2 separate regions of the Drosophila melanogaster genome follow, and region 2 is linked to region 1. Evidence: chromatin contacts called from public Hi-C data. All regions are on one chromosome and are shown on one strand. The core of a region is the stretch at or near the end of the contact, and the rest is flanking DNA. Distances in the headings are between cores, read along the strand shown. Region 1 holds the start of U2af50 (U2 small nuclear riboprotein auxiliary factor 50). Region 2 holds the start of CG4301.

Region 1 (3,586 bases), core at 69-2,568:
AAAAATGTTGACCACAGCTCAATATGATATTTGAAGCAGTCGAGAAAGAAATTATTTAAATGTATATTTAGCTTGAGGCCAATGGGACTGCCCTCTAATACTTTCAACAGGCCGTACAATTCGTCAATAACGTACTACAATAGATAAGCAATAAGTTAATGTCACATATGTAAAATCAAATTTGTATGGCGGACATACATGAGATATTTGTATTAGAAAATCACCAGGCTGTGTGGCAAGCGTAAATAGTATTAGCATCAATATAATCCCCAGTATTCTATCAAGAACTATATTAGCCGGTCGAGATCTGCTTGATAGAAACTAAGTAATAGTAATATGATATTTAGCATCATCGATTTAACCCAACTACCTTTTATCACATGCTGTCTGCCATTCCTTGAAATGCTTATAAATAGTTGTGTGAACCATAATGCTGTTGATAAATACATTTTCCGCCATATATTCGAATATCTTAATTGGAGAATCGGCAATGAGTGTTAAGCCATATTGGATACTCTTGTTGGCATTATTGTTTGCCTTGTTTTGGTTGTCAGCAGTTGGTTGATTCAGTCTAGAGAGCTCCAGAAAGTCGCAATCGGTGCTATCATTATCATTGTATTCCAAAGATCGCCTATTTTCAGATTCACCAGATACGAACAGATTTCGTACCATTTGCTTGTCGTAGAGAATCACTTTAATGTGCTTCAGATATTCGGGCGTAATGCCCAAATAAACCAGTGTTATATTCGCCTGACTGCTATTGTATGTGAAACACAATCGCATATTGAACTTAAGAAATTGGTTCTGGTCCGCATTGAAATCCTCGTTGAGAATAGAGCCCAGGAAACGCAGATTGCCCTTTTCATGATTTATGGCCTTGTCACTGAACTCCAAATCTGATGCTTCCAGCACGTAATACGATACGACATTATCTTCATTTATTTGCACTTGGCCGTACAAATTGGTTGACTTATTGAGGTAATAATAGTTGACCGGTAAATATATCTTAATGCTCATAATATAATCGATTAACTGACAAAAACACCGGTATTTCTTCTCTCAATCAAAACAAAACAAATACAGCATGCTTGAGAAGGTGGTATACAATTGAGTGTGACGTCACCGTTTGTTGATTAACAAACTAGGGAGTACAGAATAGTTGCAGAATCGTATATGTCAGATGTCGCTTAAGCGTGTATTTTTATGTATGTATGTATATTATTATTATTATATTATTATGTATGATTATGTATAATAATTTATATAAATATTTTGCAGTAATGGACACCCTACAAGTGAAATTTATGTCGATAAATCGTTCAACGACACTTCGAAACTGCCAGTGTCGCACTGTTAGCCCTCGGCTATCGGTGGTCCATTCCATTGTTTCTCAGTTTTCACGTGTTCTTTTTTAAGTCGTTTCTTTTATATTTGCGTTAATATACGCAATAGAGGGACACATTTTTCTTCGGCATTTTAAAGAGTTAAAATTGTTTTCGTGTTAAGAAATATTAATTTTATTTAGCAACAAGAATGGGATATGATGGTGAGTTCAATGAAGAGAGCAAGTAAAGGGCCGCACTGAATTTGATGCCCAAGTGTGCATAAATAGATGTTTATGTATATATATGTATGCATACATACATACAACTATAAATGTATGCAAAGAAAGTGAAAAATGTGCAACTGAATTTGTTTATCGCGGCAACGCAGCCTGCTCCTTGTTTCATTTTTTTTTATATGTAAAAAAGGTCTGTTGAATTAGGGTTTTGTTAATAATCGCATTCATTCTAGACCGGTTGTTTTTTTTTCTATTTCGATGTTTCGCTCATTCATACATTCATACATACGTACATACGTTGAGTTTTGAGTCTATTTTTAATAGAATACAGTGCATTTCGGGATGGAAATGAATTTTGAAGATAAATATGTGAATATCGACAATAAAGGCGAGTTCTTATGACCATAAATGCTTCTAACCATACACCATACACCGAAATGTGTCCTTGTTCATGGCTTACATATGCGCGTGTGCCCGTGTGTATGGCTAAATTTGTGTGCTCTTCCTGGGTGAGGTGGACAGGGACGGGACACATTTGCGAAAATAGCGATTGGAGAATCAACATATTTAATTCCTATCGTATTTGCAGACCGTGAACGCGATCGCGAGAGACGCCGACATCGTTCCCGCTCTCGGGACCGCCATCGCGAACGCTCCAGGGATCGACGCCATCACCGGAACTCGAGGCGCAAGCCGTCGCTTTATTGGGATGTACCGCCGCCGGGATTCGAGCACATCACCCCGATGCAATACAAAGCCATGCAGGCGTCCGGACAAATCCCGGCAAGCGTTGTGCCGGATACACCACAAACGGCAGTGCCCGTGGTCGGATCGACAATTACCCGACAGGCGCGTCGCCTGTACGTTGGCAACATTCCGTTTGGCGTCACCGAGGAGGAAATGATGGAGTTCTTCAACCAACAGATGCATTTAGTTGGGCTCGCCCAGGCGGCCGGCAGTCCCGTCTTGGCATGCCAAATTAACTTGGACAAAAACTTTGCTTTCCTCGAATTCCGATCGATTGATGAAACCACCCAGGCCATGGCATTCGATGGCATCAATTTGAAGGGGCAGAGCTTAAAGATTAGGCGTCCGCACGATTACCAGCCCATGCCGGGTATAACAGATACGCCGGCAATTAAGCCCGCTGTTGGTAAGTAAACAAATATCCTAATTTTCATTGGCACACGGTCTAATCAAATAACCACCATTCCACATTCCAGTTTCCAGTGGAGTTATTTCGACAGTGGTTCCGGACTCGCCTCACAAAATCTTCATCGGAGGTCTACCAAACTATCTGAATGACGATCAGGTTGGTTCAACATTGAAACGTTTCCATTCGAATTCTCATAAACATTTGTATCTTCTGCTGCTGTAGGTTAAGGAACTGCTTTTGTCGTTTGGCAAGCTACGAGCCTTCAACCTGGTTAAGGATGCCGCTACTGGGTTGAGTAAGGGTTATGCTTTCTGTGAATATGTCGATCTTAGCATCACAGATCAGGTACGAAACTACTTCAAAATTGCAAACAAACACAATCTTAACTCTAACTCTCTTTCGATTCCTAATAAAATTTGTAGTCGATTGCTGGCCTAAATGGAATGCAGCTGGGTGACAAAAAACTGATTGTCCAACGAGCCAGTGTGGGCGCCAAGAATGCCCAGAACGCGGCCAACACCACGCAGTCCGTAATGCTCCAAGTGCCGGGCCTGTCCAATGTGGTGACCTCTGGACCGCCGACTGAGGTTCTTTGCTTGCTCAACATGGTCACGCCCGATGAACTGCGGGACGAGGAGGAGTACGAGGACATCTTGGAGGACATCAAGGAGGAGTGCACGAAATACGGAGTCGTGCGGAGCGTGGAAATTCCACGTCCCATCGAGGGCGTCGAAGTTCCCGGTTGCGGCAAGGTCTTTGTCGAATTCAACTCGGTTCTCGACTGTCAGAAGGCGCAGCAAGCACTTACTGGACGTAAATTCAGCGACCGCGTTGTGGTCACATCATATTTCGATCCCGACAAATACCAC
Region 2 (3,381 bases), core at 367-2,866, 46 kb before region 1:
TGTTGATATTACACAACATCGAGCTGTGGACTCACCCTTTTCTGAAACAATCTCTCGAAGAACTTGCCCATGATGATCCCTTGACTTTATCCACTGCGCTGGGGCTTCAATCCTCACGAGGTTCATTAACAATTGTTGAGAGGTATTGGGGACAATGTGGCACCGACGCGAAACAATAGCATAACTGACTAAAACTGACCGATTTTGGTATCTCTCTAAAATACTTCGTTACCACGAATTCGTCGTATTGCTTATCGGTAATAACAGTTTTTTTTTTTTCGTCTTTACTTTTTTTTTTTTGTTTTTTTTTTTGAAACCAATAGCCGACTAGCCAGGTAATCTCTTCGCTAGATTCCGATGAGTAAGTTATTTCCGATCAATTTCCAATTGCCGAAGCTCGCACACTCTCGTTCAGGATAGACCAATCCTCTCCGAGGTGTTTGAAAGTAGTGTTCCATCGAGTTAACATGATTGTTGCACTCGGTGCGTTGTTATTGTTATAATGGTACGCAACACGCTATTATTGGCTATCAGATGATAGATGTTTAGGGAGTGCAATGCATTCGAGTCTTTTGCTTTCAGTTAACAGCGAACAACGTGCACGTGCTCATGAGAGCCACCGTCTGCCAAGACGTACTTGCTCAACTGATTAACTGAGATCCGTGCAAGAGCACCGGGTCCATAGTCCCTCCCATATCCTCACCCAGTGTACATTCTCTTCTTGGAGCAGCCAGTATTGAAGCTTTCCGGAGCAGCGAGACCCACCCATATCTAACCGCCTATATGTAGACTGCCAAAAAACTGATAAGATTATGAGTACGTATATCTAGGTGGCGAGCACATCAGCTGACTAATCGGCACCGTGCCCGGGATACATTTGGAGCGACATTTGGATGGCATGTTTCCCACTTGGGTTGGGTTCACTGTAGTGCAGAGCGTAAGATATATATACGTATATCCATCCAGCCGTTCGTCACCATGATCGTGGTTAAATTCTATCCAAATTCAACATCTTCTCGTCATTTTACGGTCCATAAATTTCGATAAGAGAGATACGGATATCGACGACATCCAGGGGCAGTTCTTTTATCACAAAGCTTTATCACTTTAAAGGCCATATGTAGTGGAGAACGATAGCTTTACACGACCACCTTGTATTTCACAATTTAATTGGCGTATTAAGTCTTAAGTCGTAGGTCTTTGAGATAGTTTTGTAAATTGAATAGTTGGTTTTTTTTTTAAATATTAAAACATAATCTTTTCGCACACACACACACACACACACGATTCTTCAAAACCCATGAAGCTATGCTAATTTGTTGCAGAATGTAAAAATATTCGAATGCCAGAATGTTTTCTTAGTTGAAATATCTGAGCGATGGTCAAACCTACCATTTTTCTGGCGATTAATTTGAGTTTGAAGAGTTGTAGTGCTGAGTCGTTTTGCACCGGAAGTCCTCTGGCCAAACAAACGGGTAAACAAACAGCGAGCTTTGCGGGCGAAATAAAATATATGTATGTACAAGACCGCTTATGGATCACAGATATAATATATATAGACTTTTGTATATATACTATACATATAGATTATTGTACACAGAATCGAAAGGAAAGAGAGACCTTCCACGCGCAAACTGATCTATTGGCAAACTGTCGAAGAATTGTTGATACCGATACCACGAACAAAGTCGCCATTCACATGGGCTAGCCTGGCGGACCTTTCCATGCATGTTCATGTATATTATATATATGTATATATATAAATATATATATGTGTGCATATATACGCCATTATTTATTCCCATAGCCAAACCCATACCGTACCCATATCGCACCCAGGCCGGGGTTTTACCAACATTTAGATACATATTCCTAAATGCGTTCATAGTCAGTGCATTGGCACTCTTTAATAGTTGGTAGTACCATGCTGGGCCATACGATCCTCAGAGCTACTCTCTTAGCTCATTTTTTGTTTATTTTTTAATATAGATTTTGTTTTTTTCGCTCTCGCGAGCGAATAAGCCAGCGGTTTTGTAGAAGAGATAATGTCGATAACAACAATCTTATCGCTCAACATTGAACGCATTGAACGGACTTCACACACGAACACATTACATATCCGTCGGGGCTTACGGACAAGCCTATCTAAAATCGTGCAACTTCCACATTGACTCACTTATCCCAAAAGCGAATGTTCCATGACCGATGAAACTTATAACGGGCTTCGACATGAGTCAATGGTAAACTATTCGCGAATGGTATGAAGACTATACGATAAGAAAAGAAAGGAAGTCAAATATAATAATCCTATCTATGTTGCATTTTTGCATTTTGGTGTAAGCTACCATTACGGAGGAGATATTAAGTAAGTTGTGAATGGCAAACGTATGATATGATAATCAATTACAGAATATGATAATTACATGCACTTTGGAGCCATAGGAAAACCACCCATCAGAAGGCATTCGTGGAGAACAGAGGCCATGATCTTAAGCATAAGCTAGCAATGGAGGATAAGCCAACATGGCGGATGAGTAATATTTTAAACATATCGAATGTTTTCAAGCATCCTCCATATTTGCCCTATTAATACCTCTTAACATAGCTAACTAACAATGTCAGTTTTAAGTTAATTTTCTATTTTTTAATTAACTCTTGATTTTTATAAGAATTTCAATAAAATAAAGAATGTAAATTTTTTATGTTAAAGCTTTGCCAGAGACGGTAACCCATTTAAGCTTTAGCAAAAGCTTTATGGCGTTAGCTTTTAAGCTGATCGAAAATCAACAACGACATTCATTTCCACATTCGGGAAAAAGTTTATCATATAGATTATAGATTATAAATTACACCATTGGGTATAATTTACACTATATTTTCGGGCTTAAAATACTTACTTTTAGTTCTTTCTTGCCCACATATCAAATAAACAAGAAGTAATTATAGGGTATCGCCTAGTCGGCTCTATAGTTGTCTACGAATGCCCAGAAGCAGAGAGTCCATAGCTCAAAGACCTTCATTTACTTTTGAAAATAGCCCCAAGTGCCACTGCTATAATCTAAGTGTTTAGCTGATTAGACCAGTGATTAGGGTAGTATGTAAGCCGATATCAGCTGGATTTGATATTCGAATTTAAGAAAGGCGATAGTACTAATCAGTTAAGGGAAAGCGTTGGCACATTTGGTGTGAAGCAATCTTTGAATGCTTACAGCAGTTCGACATGGTTTGAAGAGGAATGGCCAAATCGATGATATGGCAGCCAAAAATATTAAAATTCAATTTCATTATTAATAATCTGACATGACATGAGTCCATCTAATCTAAGCTGCGAGCGTGCCTAATAGCTACAACTTAGCTTGGACTAATCTGTCATCGGCAAAA

What was found. A called contact is a pair of places that touch in the nucleus more often than the background predicts.
Region 2: a contact with region 1 is called in a Hi-C map of the Kc167 cell line, with 4 times the contacts expected there. The contact joins the promoter of CG4301 here to the promoter of U2af50 in region 1. A contact is called at or near these places in 6 of 107 Hi-C or Micro-C datasets (the D17-c3 cell line, the Kc167 cell line, the S2 cell line and 2 more).

The regions. Positions count from the first base shown.
Region 1 is chrX:16,356,771-16,360,356 of dm6, reverse strand. It overlaps U2af50 (U2 small nuclear riboprotein auxiliary factor 50), which reads left to right and starts at 1,318. Exons shown (of 5, transcript NM_057543.4): 1 at 1,318-1,546; 2 at 2,151-2,714; 3 at 2,785-2,873; 4 at 2,940-3,062; 5 at 3,140-3,586. The coding sequence starts at 1,534. PIG-Q (Phosphatidylinositol glycan anchor biosynthesis class Q) reads right to left here and starts at 1,214. Exons shown (of 8, transcript NM_001298394.1): 1 at 371-1,214; 2 at 199-307; 3 at 1-134. The coding sequence starts at 1,017.
Region 2 is chrX:16,403,744-16,407,124 of dm6, reverse strand. CG4301 reads right to left here and starts at 1,616. Exons shown (of 9, transcript NM_001258783.2): 1 at 1,393-1,616. The coding sequence starts at 1,395. CG9981 reads left to right here and starts at 2,003. Exons shown (of 9, transcript NM_001272682.2): 1 at 2,003-2,336; 2 at 2,410-2,628.